Regions from separate parts of the Nothobranchius furzeri genome. Here region 2 is linked to region 1. The links are chromatin contacts, called in public Micro-C maps. All regions are on one chromosome and are shown on one strand. Each heading gives the region's core, a stretch centred on a gene start, on an enhancer-like site or on the middle of the called end of the contact. The rest is flanking DNA. Distances are from core to core; before and after follow the strand shown.

Region 1 (7,034 bases), core at 2,006-4,505:
GTTGCTGCTTGATTGGCCGGATGAATATGGACCATCCACCTTTTAATTAAACAAAATGAATCAAATAATTAAAGGTGCATTAGGTAAGAGCAGTCCATGTAATCAAAACAAAGCTTTACGGATCAGCGCCTGACGATTCTAGATTTCAAGCGAAGATGACTCACACACAGTAAACAGATAGATAAACATATTTCACTGTAACATTGAGGTTTTGGTCATCAGAAAAGTAGCTCCAAATATTTATATTTGTTTCTAATTCACCATTAACATTGTTAGCTTAACGTTAGCCTCTAGCCTTCTTTACCAGATATTAGTGAAACAAAAATGATTTTACTCTCTTGCACTTATTTCTTTTGCTTCTGGGTCGCTGTAGGACTACAGATGTGGGCACAATAGCACTTGCGTTGAAGAATTGATAACTTGCAGGCTCACATCTGATTGGTCGTGGAACCAGGAAATATGGAGACAGGACAGATCGTAAAGAAAAACTACGTCCCCCTTCAGTTATTTTATAAGGAGAAACACGGGCAACCCCCCCAGCTGGATGAGAAGGAAATTTGTTTCAATGTAACCTTCCTTCCAACATGTGTGTGAATGGGTGAGTGAATGGGTGAGTGACTGATTGTGTTGTAAAGTGCCTTGGGGGGTTCCAGGACTCTAGAAGGCACTATATCAAATACAGGCCATTTACCATTTAACATGAATGAGACGTTAGACCTTTAACATCAGCAATATACATGTGTGTGTGTGTGTGTGTGTGTGTGTGTGTGTGTGTGTGTGTGTGTGTGTGTGTGTGTGTGTGTGTGAGTGTGTGTGTGTGAGGTTTTTGAAACTCACCTTAGTGTTCTTGCTAGGTGACAGGTGACTCTGCTCTGATGGATGGAGACGAGGAACCACCACTTTGGAAACGATAACATCTAAAAAAACAAAAGTAAATACAAAGAAAGTTAGAAACAGGAACAAAACAAAGACTTTATTTCATTCCGTTTAGAGCGTTCTGCTAACCTGAGCCGAGTTTGTCTCCAAGTCTACCAGCAGATTCACCCTCCCCAGCTCTGGACCATCCAACACCAGAAGCAGAGCTCACCTTCACCCCATTGACCACCTCACCGGCTGCCTGCCGGACGGACGCAGCAGGCGAAGGGCCGTTGTTGTTAAACCTGCACAGGAACACGTGACGCATCATAAAGCGACAGGAAAAAATGTCTAATTTAGTCAGTGGCCTAAAGGAGTGGAGGGAAAACTCACCCATCAGGCCCAGACCTCTGCCTCCAGTGGCTGGAGCTCATTGTGTCGCTGTAGGAGGGGCCTGAGGGTGAGTTAGTGTTGTGCGGCGTGCGCCCCATCATGATGGAGCAGGCCACAGCGTAGTTGTCGTTTCCTGGGGAATACCTGTGAGAACACATATGGACAGCATTTAGGACATGTGGAAATTGTGTGCTGGAAGCATTTTATCCTTTGTGTGACCTTTTCGGGTGGAGAGGCCGACCGTCGCTTGACACGCTGCGTGGAATTGCGGCGCTGAAGTCTGAGGGTGGTGCTTTGATCAGGGTTCCCCCTGAGCCGGCGGCGCGAGTCTGAGGGCTGGATGATGAGCGCGGCCACTTGCTGTTATTGTTTGTTGGGCGAAAGGGGAACTTTAATTCATAGGGCATGCCCTCTTTGTGGTTCTTGTAATCCACAAGTGGCATGTGATAGATTTCTGAGCAGCCTCTGTTGGCACAAGAAGCATTTCCTGTTAAAGGTTTCCACAAACCCTCTCACTTTGAATTTGTCAATAACGCCACTTTTACCTGCGTGGGGTGGAGTCTTCATGTGGAGGAATGATGACCACCTTAACAGTGACCGAGGTTCTGAGCAGGTCGATCATCTGCTCGTGAGACAGTGAGGCCACGGTCACTTTGCAGATCTCCACCAATCGGCTGCCTTGCCTCAGCCCGGCCTGCCAGGCGTAACCGTAGGGCTCCACTTCGGCCACAATCCCCTCAAAGTTCACGTGAAAACCCAGCTGGCCCAAAGCGTTACGGCGTAGTGTCATCTCTGTGGTTTGGCTGCCTTTGGTCAGCAGCTACGTGACACGCGCGAGGAGGTCAAAGGTTACGTATGAAGCAGAAAAACATCTTATTAATCCCTAAGATGTACTTACCTCCAGTCTTTTCACAACTTCTCCAAAGTCTTCCGTGTTGTTATTGATGGATCGAAGTGACACGCTCTCACCGCGCTCATAGTAGAGCTTCATGGAGGCAGGGCTTCCCGTTGACCAGCCAATCACATCCCGTGTGGCACAGTTAAACACGACTGCTTTGGCCTCTTGATCCAACAGGATGATGAAGTCGTTTGAAATGGCCAACAGGCATTCTCGTTCAGCTCCTGCGACCTGATCTTCAGCGTGGACCTGCCAGGTTATGGCTCCCAGACTCCGTAGCTCCGCCCCACTGTAGGGACGCACCTTCTCCCGCCGCTTGTGAGCCAGAGAGATGAAGGGGAACTTCCCCGTGGACTCCACAGGCGTACTGGTCACGTGGCGCTCGGCTAAGTCCCGCAGGTACTCCTGCCGTGTGCGTGTCGCCATGGCACCAAACTTCTCAGACTTGTGGGCCGCGTTTTCGGCGTTGATGACTTTGGCCAACAGGAAGTCCCGAAAGACAGAAGACTTGGGGAAGGTCACGCCGTTGGGGATTGGTGGTCCGAAGGAGGGAACGTCCTGGGAGCGAGTCACAGCCACGCTGTAGACGTAGAGGATCGGAGAACTTAAATATAAAACAACGAGCCACAGAAACACATTTGTTTCATCTGCATGTGATCATAAACTGGGTGAAAACATCCCAGTAGTGTGTTACAAAAGCGGTGTTTCTCTTTTGGCCTGTTGGACGTGTTGGTGCAAAGAAGGGCATCAACACTTCTACAGGCAAACCTCTCCTCTTGTTACCTTCCACTGCTCCAATTCCATTTCCACACAATGGAGTTAAATTACCATAAATTAGCAAGCAGTTGTGTGCAACCCTCCCTCAAACCTGTTGTTCACACAGGAATTCTCTCAAAATCAACAAAAAGAGGATTTAACTGCACTCGTTAAAGCTTTTGGCTCAGATGCACTTCATCAAGTAAAACTACACGGTTATAAATCAGACACAAGCACATGGATAAAAGCCAAAAAATGAGTGAAAAATCAAAGCGCTGCCTTTGACAAGCCAATACGACAATCCTGACAAGCCTCCATCCAGCCCATTAAACTGATCACACAGGCGCTGCCTGCAGCACTAATGTTGCTACGCCATGCCTGAATAGTGCTGACGTGTAAACAAATTTCATGTGTTCAATTGCTGATGACACGCCGACTCCCAGCGCTTCCATCCCGCTACGCCCTGCCACATCCCGGCATGAGGAAGGAGCACTGTGGTTGGAGTTAGCGAGCACGAATACCCTACATTCCCCAAACAATGATCTAGTTACGCAATCCGCCTCGCTGGCCTCGTGTGACTTTGAGGCAGCGGTTGAAAGCAGCAGATTAGCACCCAGCTGGCCCCAGGCCACTTACTCCTCTAATGCTCTGGACTGGCTCAATATCACCACAGCATTATCCCAAATGGGCTATTAATAACCAGTCAAAACAACAAATTTAAATAAATTATTAACAGAGATTATTGTTGTAGCTTAATGCATTTTATTATCTAAATTTGTGTTCCAGTTTGCTGAATTAGAAGCACTGATGAGTGCCAGCAGCGCACCAGATTCTCTGAATGGTTTTATTAAATTCATGCTCAGATCAAAACAAGAATCAACAACTTACCTCCAACTTCACCGAAAAGCAACCATGTTCCTCAGATCTCAGCCACAAACTGACTCTAATCTCTGGTGCAGCCAAGCCAAAGTGGTGAAATGAGAAGCTGAGCCGACACTAAAGCGGTTCAGCGAGTTAAAATTAATTTATTCTTTTCTGCCAAACTAAAGCTCCAACCCGCAGTCTCAAACAGATGGTTTACCAACCCAAAGAGCACGAGGAGAAGCCAAAGAAAGAGGATGTAACGGTGACTTTGGGTGGAGTAGCTGGGGTAGTCTTCTTGTGCATCCAGAAATCCAAAACCTTCCACTTTTTTGGAATGTAAACCAAACGATGACCCCTTAGGGTGAAAAGAAACAACAATCTCCACGAATGATGGGATAAAATCAGGAAAAAAAAACAAGATTTTCAAAAGAACAGACAAAAGAAGAAATCCCAAAAGTGAAGGTGGTGTGAGAGACCGAAGCCAACTCGACTCTTCTGCACCTGAGGTGGACTATGTGAGGTCTGGCGAGCGCTGCTCTGCACATCCTCCTTACTCACATCCATGAGCGGGTGAAGAGAGCGCTTCATGTGCATGGCACTAACTCTTTCAGACCACTCATGCTGCCCAGAGGCAAAGTGGCAGTCGGGGAGGGCGGGTGTATTGTTTGAGTGTGTGAAGAGTGAGTCTTCGAGTGAATTAGCGTTCGATGTGGGGGAAAAGTGTGTAACTGTGAGCTCTGTGTGCAAGTGAGCATGAGAATGAGGTGAAATGGGAGTACGAGAGTGACAAAGAGCAACTATGTGTTCATAACTGTACGTGCATGAGTGTGTGCAGTGGGATGGCTCAGAATAAGCCACACCAGCACAGAGTTAAAGTCTGATCATCACAAGGCCAAGAAGAAATCAGCAGAGGAGAACAAACATCAATTCGACAGCTCAAAATCCAGCGAATGTATATACACAAATATATATATACATATACATATATATATATATATAGATATAGATACACATCTATGTAGTTGAAACGGTCCAAGAAAATGGGGCAGCGTTGATGCAAAAGGCTTTTAAGTCTGACCAATGCCTTCCAGTCAAGGCTTTTGCTCTAATGCAACTGCAGCTACCTGCATAAAAACACAACGAGAGCCGCTCTTGAAGCAGCGTGCAGCATTTAAGGGTCTCATGAACTGGGCCCGGTCTTGCACAGGGTCAGTCTGACATCGTTAAACTGGAATGAGGCTTTGTTTTGTCTCTATATTTCAAACTATTTTGTAGGAAAACACAGAACTTACTGACATTTGAGGCATGCTTGCTCCTGGAGCTCATTAGGTCATTATTAGTTTTTATCTCCTTGTTTGGCATTTAGACCCACCTGTAGCACGTGCTGTCAGAGCAGGGGTTGTGCACCCGAACAATAATGAAGACATGCTGAAAGTGAGAACGAATGGTCCTGGGCGTGAAGGGGTGCGCTCCCGGTTCCTGGAACACAATGGTCACAATGTCGTTCCCAATGTGGCGCTTCCTCAGCAACTGGAAAAACAGAGTTTATTTAGAGAGGCACTAACTTTAAAACTGAACGTGAGGTCTGAACAGGCATTTGCAGAAAATACAGGTGCCTTCAGGTCAGAAACAAATTCTTTATGATTAAAGCTGGATGGGAAAGTGATTCCTGAGCCAGGAGTCATCTTGCATTCCTGAGGTTTTCAGTGGAGTGCCTGTTTCCAAACTGAGGTTTCCATTTCCTGACAGATGGCCGGCTTTGCACAACACCAGCCACTTTCTCCATGTTTACCTGCTGTTTGTTGTTGGGTGTGTAAGGCAGCATTGTCGACACGTGAAACATGATCTCGTAGTCCTTGTAGGAAGTGTACAGCGAGTGAGTGCCAGTGGAATCCGCTGCAGGAAAACACAATCCAACATTAGGAGCCTTCATGAAGTCACTTCTGTTTTTCTTGTGTTTTTGTGCACAACGGGATGCTTTTTCACTACAATCTAAACCAACACACAACAGTGAGCACTAGATCAACGTCAGCCTGGAGGTTTTATCCTTTATAGCAAAATCTAAAGACAAACTCGCAACAGAAGTACAAAGAAATCATTCAAAAGGTTCATAGGCATAGAAATCTATTCCTCTTCACATCTTTTAACATTCTGCAAGAAAAAACGTCCTCCTGGCGTTCATGTTAACGGATCCATTACAACTTAAATCTTGATGATGTACGAGTAAATCCGGGGCTGGGTGATATACACCAACACTTATATTTCAGTATTATTTAGCTTCACTCCTCCCTGTCTCTCTCTTCCCTTATATGCTAAGTGCATTTTTTGCGCAGACAGGTGTATTTTTGTGAATAATTTTGGCTATGCTACTGCAATTTATCTATTTTTGGGGAGAATATATATTTTGTGGGGAATACCAAAAATTATAAAAATAATTCCCCTAACCTTTTTTAATGTAATGTAACATGGAAATCATTTAGTAGCGCCACCGCCCTTAGTGCATTGTTTTGCGCCACTAACTCCCATGTAAATTTTTTTTCTAATAAGCCTAAATATTAGCATATATATGTATTATATATATATTGGGGCAGCAGTAGCTCAGGTGGTAGAGCGGGTTGCCTCATGATTGGAGGGTTATGGGTTCGATTCCAGCTCCCGCCAAGGGTATCCTGCTGTTGTGTCCTTGGGCAAGACACTTCACTCAACTTGCCTGTGTTAGTGGTGGTCAGAGGGACCGACGGCGCCAAATGGCAGCCTCGCCTCTGTCAGACCTCCCCAGGGCGGCTGTGGCTACAAGTAGCTTACCATCACCAGCAGTGTGTGAATGTGAGAGTGTGTGAAAAGCGTCTTTGGGTGTCTAGAAAAGCGCTATATAAGTTCAATGCATTATTATTATTATTATTATTATTATTATTATTATTATTATTATTATTATGTCTGGGTTCCCAGGGCAGTAGCAGACTCAATTTTGAGTTTTTTATGTTTTCCACTAGATTGCACATTTTCCCTATTTATACCAGGGCAATAACTAACACTGCATTCAAAAAAAAAAAAAAATACTTGTAAATGAAAATATCTTTATGCCAATTTATGACGCTCCAACGTGTTGAAAATTCACCCATAAAACTAATTATCTGGACATAACACACAGTTTTTGAAAATGTTTTTCATTTGTTTACATTTCTGGTTATGATCATGCACCTGACGATAAAGAGGGAAATAAAAAGGTTAAATCTCAGGAAAGAACACATATTTTATTATATTTTGT
Region 2 (7,034 bases), core at 2,932-5,431, 34 kb after region 1:
ATTGTTTTGGTGATTGGGGGCCTAGACAAGTAAGCAGATGTGCAGCACATCTGTAATGAAATTATCCTTTTTCATAGTGAAAATATCATCAATAGGAAAAATCGTGAGGTGGCATTCATTTATTTACATTTAACCTGTATTTAATCCACAAATGCCGTCTGTTTCCCCACACAAAAACACATCAGTCAGTGGATTTTCATGACGGAATAAGGCATTTGTGACATTTACGGATGAGACTTAGAAGAAAACGTTAGAAGTGATTGCGCGCGCACACACACACACAGAGCAAATATGTGCTCAGCGCTGTACACACAACCGACAGATGTTTGAGAGCGCACGCACACACCTTGTGCCATTAGCCCACACATGACCAACACACAGCATCCACCACCACTCACCTTTCTCCCCTTTTTAGATGTCACACAACGTGATTTTCCTCCTTTTGTCTCAACTCGTAAAAAGGTGCCATTATTTAGACATAGATACAAACTACGCAGTGTCCTTTTTAAATCGTCTCCGTTAAAAACGCCTTGGTTCCGGTTCAGCCCGTTAACGGTCCGGTGTCTTCCTTCTTCCAACAGGCAACTTGAAAGTTTGATAGAAAGTTACGGGCTTTAGCCTCGCTGCGGTATGCAGCTCGTTGAAGGGATGAGATCATTCAGGCTTGCTACCTCCCCTCGCGCTGCCCCGGAAGTCTCGCGAGAAAGCACCAAGCGAGGGAAAGCTAGACGTTGCCGTGGCAACAGGGCTCACCTGTGGATAAAATAAAAAAAGAAAAAGAAAAAAGAAAGAGGGCTCACTCCGCTATAAAAACACGGATTTAAAATGAGTTAGGCAGCTAAAACGTGTCCCATATGATTTTGGAATAATTTTACACATAACATTTTATGTTTTTTCTCTTTTTTTGGGTCTGTTTTTCAGTTCGATTTGCCAATTTGCCTCAAATTACCCAGTTTGCCCCACATTTAAATTCACTCTGCTTTAAAAATGATGGCAGCTAGAATGTGTCACATCATGTGATTTTCTTATTGACACCTAAATAATCTTTTTTGCCTCATTTAGCTACATTGTTTTTCAACTTAGATTAGTCATTTTGCTTCAAATTAACTTAGGTTTGTGTTTGCTAATGTTATTTTTCACATCTAAATTCACTTAAAATCGTTTTAATATAAATGGTGCCTAATGAAAAGCAGCTAAAAGTATCATATGTGATAAGTGCCTTTCACACCCAAATAATTATCTCTTTTAGTCTAATTTATTTTGCTTTGTATTTCAGTTTAGATCAGCATTTTTTTTCAAGTTAATGTACTTTTGTGTGTGAATATGACTTGCTGTACCTTGTGGTCAAATTGTTTTATGTCAGTTTTCTTGTAATTGAATTATTCTGCAACCCAGCTTTTGTTAATTTGCATCTTGTCATGTCATACCTGATCTTTTCATTATATGTCACTTCCTGGGACATTTATTTTAGAAATAGGATCAAGTGCTTCTAAAACCTTTTAGCTTCTGGTCCACATAATTGCAATGGAAAATCTTGTAATCCTAAAAATAACTTGATCTATATAACCATTGCTTAAAATCTTATAATGAAAACTCAAACTACTTCAACTTGTTTGTACAACCTATAGTCATTTATTGCTATACAATTTTAGCTTTAATGGCAATTTTTGTGATAAGATTTCCAATTATTTCTCAGCTTTATTTGATACCTGGAAATAACCTCAAGACTCAAAGCTCAGTGTTTCACATCCAACAATAGGAAACTGATCTGATTTTCTTCCAGTAGCTCGATTGATGCCCTCAACCCGATTTGAGCAGATTTTAAATTCTTGTTCATAAATGTCACATTTGTTTATTATAGTACCAAAGTTCATCTGTGATGTGATGACATACCTGTTCTAAAGTGAAAGGTAAAGTTTTATATTTTAAACAGTGACTCATCACTCAAACATAAATAATCTTTCATGAGTTTTTTTTCCTGATGGGTGCAGGAGAGGCCCCAGTCATAACTCCTCTAGTGCAGTATTTGCATCTCCCTAAAGGTAGAATTGCTCATCTGACAGTCAAACACAGACAAGCATAGCTGTGGGGAATAATCATGTGACCTCATGCATCCTGTCAAAACAAACATTAAAATAGGATTTGTAAAGACATTTTGTCAGGCTTCAACCATCAAATATAGTTCAAGCAAAAATATAAGCTAAAATAAGAGTAGTGTCAACAAACTGTTCATCCCACTATTGACCCGCAGCGACAGACATTAAGGCTCTGCCAGGCCAGCGTTGCCTCCTGTGGCTGTGACATCATGAGCTGATGTGGATGTGAGCGGATGTGCAGGAAATCCAACGTTAATCTGCAGTCCCTGCAAACAAAGCCCTCTGCACATAGAAAAGCAAAGCTGGATGAGGGCATATCACACAAACGCTTTCCTAAATGCATGACTTAGGACTTGTCTTTAGGCAGCAATGTGGCAGTAATGCTGCATAGACCACTTGTATCAGCAAATTTCGCTTGCAGCTCCAGTAATTTATTGTTGAAAGAATACCTCAGAGACTACAAGGGGAGACAGCAGGCTGTGGCGCATCATGCTGAACCAGGAGTGGAGAATTTTAAAGGTAAAAATAATTTCATGCATATCTGCAGTGTTTTAAATCCCATTATTCTGCATGGTGCAGAATCTTTCATTTGTCTTTTAATAGAATCAAAAGAGCACGTGTGTAGTGTGGCATTTAAATTTGTGGACCAAAAAAATAAAAAATACATTTAAACATTGGGTTAATTTTAGCCCTTTATTTCAGTGCAAACCCAACTGTGTGTTCAGAATGTAAATTCATGAAAGCACATCATTTTTTTCCCTGCTTGGATTGATGAGTAGCACCATCTGCTGGGAGATCGAACATAAAACAAGACACTTTAAAAAAAAAGGAGGATAAAACCATCTTCTATAAAATTCTTGTTTTCTTTTCTTTGCATTTAATCAATTTATTTCTTCACATCCATCACCATTAAGCACTTACAAGGTCTCAGATGACATTCCCTTTACTTCTTTTAGAATATCACCCTCATTCATTAAGGCTTAAAAGTGTGGAGGGCAGAGTGTCGGCTTTGACAGTTACGGATGAAAAGCCATTGAGGCAGGGGCTATTTTTAGGACTTGGTTAATCTTAACAACCTTTGAATGTCAGGCTCTATGTCAATGGTGGGGAAATTCCTGCTGTATCTCTTAAAGGGCTCCCCTTCCGGCCCGATGAGGAACTTCTCAAAGTTCCAGGAGACATCCATCCTGCTGACGGGGCTCCAAACCAGAAATTTTGGATCCTGCATGAGGGAGCTGGGGTCGTCGTCGGGATAGGGGAGTTTGCTTTTCAGATAGGCGAAGACGGGGTGTGTGTTTGCACCGTTGACGTCGCACTTCTCAAAGATGGTGAAAATGGGTTTGAAGCCACTACCTGGACGCACATGCTGAAGGCAGTTCAGGATCTCCCCATTGCTGCAATTCTCCTGCAGAATACATTTAATGATGGCATTTAATAATGCACCTTTTCCCACCTAATTTCCACAAAATCACTCCTGTTGTATCATCCGTTTCCAACGCTGCATCACTGATTAAAGAGCTGCTGAACTCACCTGGTACCCAAACTGGTTACAAGGAAAGCCCAGGACCACCAGCCGATGGGGGTATTTGCTCTGTAGCTGGTTGAGCTCGCTGAAGTCCTGGGTGGTGGTGCCTCAGAGCGAGGCCACATTCTCAATGAGGACCACGCGTCCCCTGAAGACATTGAAGTCCACCGAGTCTCCCTCCAGCGAGGTAGCTCTCAGATCGTAGAACGTCTTGGCGATAAACGACATCTCTGCTCCTTAACTGCACAACTGGAGACAGTCTGGAACCCCAGGTGTGTGAAGGTATCCAAAGGTTTGATGACGTGACTCTCGGAGCAGAAAGTTGCCTTTCAGAGGTGTCAGGTAACCCAGCAGGAAACTGATCCGACTCCAGGTGACAAACTGGATTCTTTTAGAAGTTTTACAGTAAACAATATAAATGATGTAAAGTCAAATAAACAAATGCAAAATAAACATTCTCATCTTTAAAGATATATTCAATATCCTCAGACTAAATTTGATAACTAGGAGTCTTAAAGCTGAAACCAGCAGGTGTTCCTGGATCTTTTGGGATATCTGTGACACGTATTCGTTTTCTCAGTCATCACTAATTCATCAGTGATCACCTGCGTCTCCTAGAATGGGATGAAAAATGAATGCATCTGCCTGAACTCCCTGTGCACCTGATTTCATTACAGCAACCCTACAGGAATGACTCAGCAAGATTCGCATCCCCAGTCTTCCAATATGAAAACGGTCATTTTATTAACTTGGACATAAATATAGTTCCCACTATTTCCCCAAACCTTCAAACATCTTGAAGATAACATGTTTGATTCTTTTTTTTTTTTTTTGCCGTAATATGGCTTCAACACATGCTGTCACTTTCATACTTAAGAAAGATCATTCAGCATGTGAAAAATGACCTGCTCCTGTGTGGTTTCAGTGACTTGTTCCTGTTTCTATCAGTGTATAGTGGGTGTAAACTTCACTTTGAGCACCAAACAAGTGATCAAAGAGAAAAAGAGAGAAAAAGAGGATGCATGAACTGATAATTCTATCTGGTGTTAAAATTCCCTGATGGTGGCACTGGCAACAAACTGACATCTGCTGCTCACAGCATTCATCACCACAAAATAAAAAAAAAGAGAGTGAAAGTCATCCACCACCCTCCCAGTCAAGTCAGTCGTGTCACAAAGTTGAAGAAAGTTTAAGCTACAAGCTGTGGCGTGGTGACAGATTTCATGTTTTCAACAGGCACAGAACCTCTGAGCGCCATTATCAGGACTCCCCTTCTCCTCTTCCAGAGCAGCCTTGTCCAAATAGTCATCCAGAGACCCCAAGAGGTTGTCCACATTCCTCCTGTGAGCCAGCAGCACCAGCTCTGTCATACGGATGAATAACTGCAAAGAAAAAATGCCACTTGAATAGATTTTTCTGTTAATACGTTTCCCATAGCGAAATATTTTCCGAATCATTTTCAGTGTGAATTACCTCATTGATGTTGCTGCTGGTGGACGCGCTGGTTTCAAAGAACTCCATCCCATAGTGTTCTGCTAGCTATACGATTCAAGTGGATATGTTGGAAATCAAATACTGTTGGGATACGTGGTTTAAGATATTTTAAATTAACTTTAAATATGTTTCAATGTTACTATCTGATCCTGCTCTACGGTATAAAGAAGGTAATGTTACATAAATTATGTTTCCCCTAAGTCCCTTCATTTGGCATCTACAGCAAAACAAATCATCCACACGAGCCTAGACCAATAGATCATTTGCATATCCACAAGGTAGAGCTGTCACTCAACGAGAATGTGCACCGGTTCCCAGCATGCACTGCAGGATGGCGCACAGGCAGCATCACACCCCCACCTGACTCGAACTCTAACACAACCTGCACTGAATGAATGTTAATCTGTAAACTTCACGCTAACTGTGGAAGAGGAACGAAAATGGATTTATCTTTAGTCGATTGGAGCAAAGTGATTAGCTTAGCATTGGACAGTTGTTTTAGCCTGCTGTCGCCTTGGCTGGGGAGAGCTACGAATGCCGGATTCATGCTGGTTTTAGACGTTTCCCTGCTCTGCAGTTTTGATTGAAAAAAAGTAATTAGCGGCTCCTGCAGAACCCGGTGAAGGCTGAGGAGATAACTCAGCAATTAGAATCAGGCGTGTCTGAACAGGAACATATCAAATGCATTACTTGTCCATTGGTGCTAGCTGTGCATGCACAGTAAAAGGCGTGGCTTGCAGCTCCTTACAGAAGGTAAGCTGGAACAAAAGCGACAGCTCCTTTTCCTCTCCTTGATGGCATCATGCCATTGACCGCAGCTTTAGAGCAGAAATCCAGAGGTTTTTTTTTCCTCTGACAGCACCTTCTATAGGCTGAAAAATGTTTAGCACTTTTAAGCCATTCTCCCTACTTCCGTATTCATGGCCGGAAGCAGGGCGTATAAGGCACACCTGTGCACTACTCATGATGTCGGATCAGCATCTTGATTTGGCACACCTGTGAGGTGGGATGGATTATCTCAGCAAAGCAGAAGTGCTCACCACCACACATTTAGACTGATTTGTGAACAATGTTTGAGAGAAATGGTAATACTGTGTATCTGGAATGAATTTTAGATCTTTAAGTCCATCTCATGAAAAATCGGAGCAGAAACAAAGGTGTTGCGTTTATATTTTTGTTGAGTGTAGAAGCCAGTAGTTTGCCCTACAGTTCAAGCGGTTGTTTCTCTGACATTATTGAACGGAGAACCTCTCACACCAGCGGGGTTCTGCTACAAAATGTATGTATCCATAATGAGTGGAGGACCCAGGTAGATGTGGAAGTGTGGTGGTTTGGGGAGACAGACACCTGAATGGTCCGGTCGTTGGTTTCCGACCGAGCAATGTTATTGGCTGAGATTTTTGGACATATCCGAGAGAACCACTTGTTCTCCACAAAATATTTATAGCTAGGCTATGTTAGAACATTAAGAGGCATGAAAAAATGTTTTCGCTTGTAGCTTTTAGCTTGTTTTGCATATTTGCAGCTGTAGCTTTAAATTCGAAACGACACAAATCCCAGTTTTGGGAGGCAGTTTCCAACATATTTGCATGCTTCCTCACATGAATGTTTAAAAATTATACATCTATTTAATGGAATGACTCAAACCTTATATCCTTGATCCTTTGTTACTTGCCTCCTGAACTCGTTGTCAGCCTTATTTCCTACCAGGACAGTCTGTACATCATCTGGGGCAAACTGCAGCAAACAAGAAGCTACATAAGTTACGGATATGTTTACGGCTATGGGAGCACTTATTGCCTTACTTCATCTACATCACTGGCCCACTTCACTATGTGCTGAAAGGACAGATTGCTTGTGATGTCATACACAAATACAATGCCCTGAAAAAGACACATTACAAAGAAAATAAAAGACTT

The links. A called contact is a pair of places that touch in the nucleus more often than the background predicts.
Region 2: a Micro-C map of tail fin shows a contact between it and region 1, with 7 times the contacts expected there. The contact joins the promoter of gpx2 here to the enhancer-like site in region 1. A contact is called at or near these places in 2 of 2 Hi-C or Micro-C datasets (skeletal muscle and tail fin).

The regions. Positions count from the first base shown.
Region 1 is chr18:33,211,981-33,219,014 of NfurGRZ-RIMD1, forward strand. It overlaps LOC107392432 (signal-induced proliferation-associated 1-like protein 1), which reads right to left. Exons shown (of 21, transcript XM_054741559.2): 5 at 5,559-5,662; 6 at 5,139-5,296; 7 at 2,147-2,726; 8 at 1,794-2,068; 9 at 1,468-1,713; 10 at 1,249-1,392; 11 at 1,006-1,160; 12 at 838-917; 13 at 1-39. Among protein-coding and RNA genes, the nearest start is that of LOC107392432, 8.1 kb to the right of the region's middle. Within about 2 kb of position 3,256, at least 1 of the 3 cell types and tissues checked has an H3K27ac peak or open chromatin away from gene starts, as enhancers often do. A contact at or near this core is called in tail fin, where this site is marked.
Region 2 is chr18:33,245,304-33,252,337 of NfurGRZ-RIMD1, forward strand. gpx2 (glutathione peroxidase 2) reads right to left here and starts at 4,182. Exons shown (of 2, transcript XM_015970235.3): 1 at 3,628-4,182; 2 at 2,776-3,501. The coding sequence starts at 3,849. The coding sequence ends at 3,148. It overlaps LOC107392433 (ras-related protein Rab-15), which reads right to left. Exons shown (of 7, transcript XM_054741561.2): 4 at 6,921-6,998; 5 at 6,763-6,852; 6 at 5,095-5,160; 7 at 4,326-5,022. The coding sequence ends at 4,927.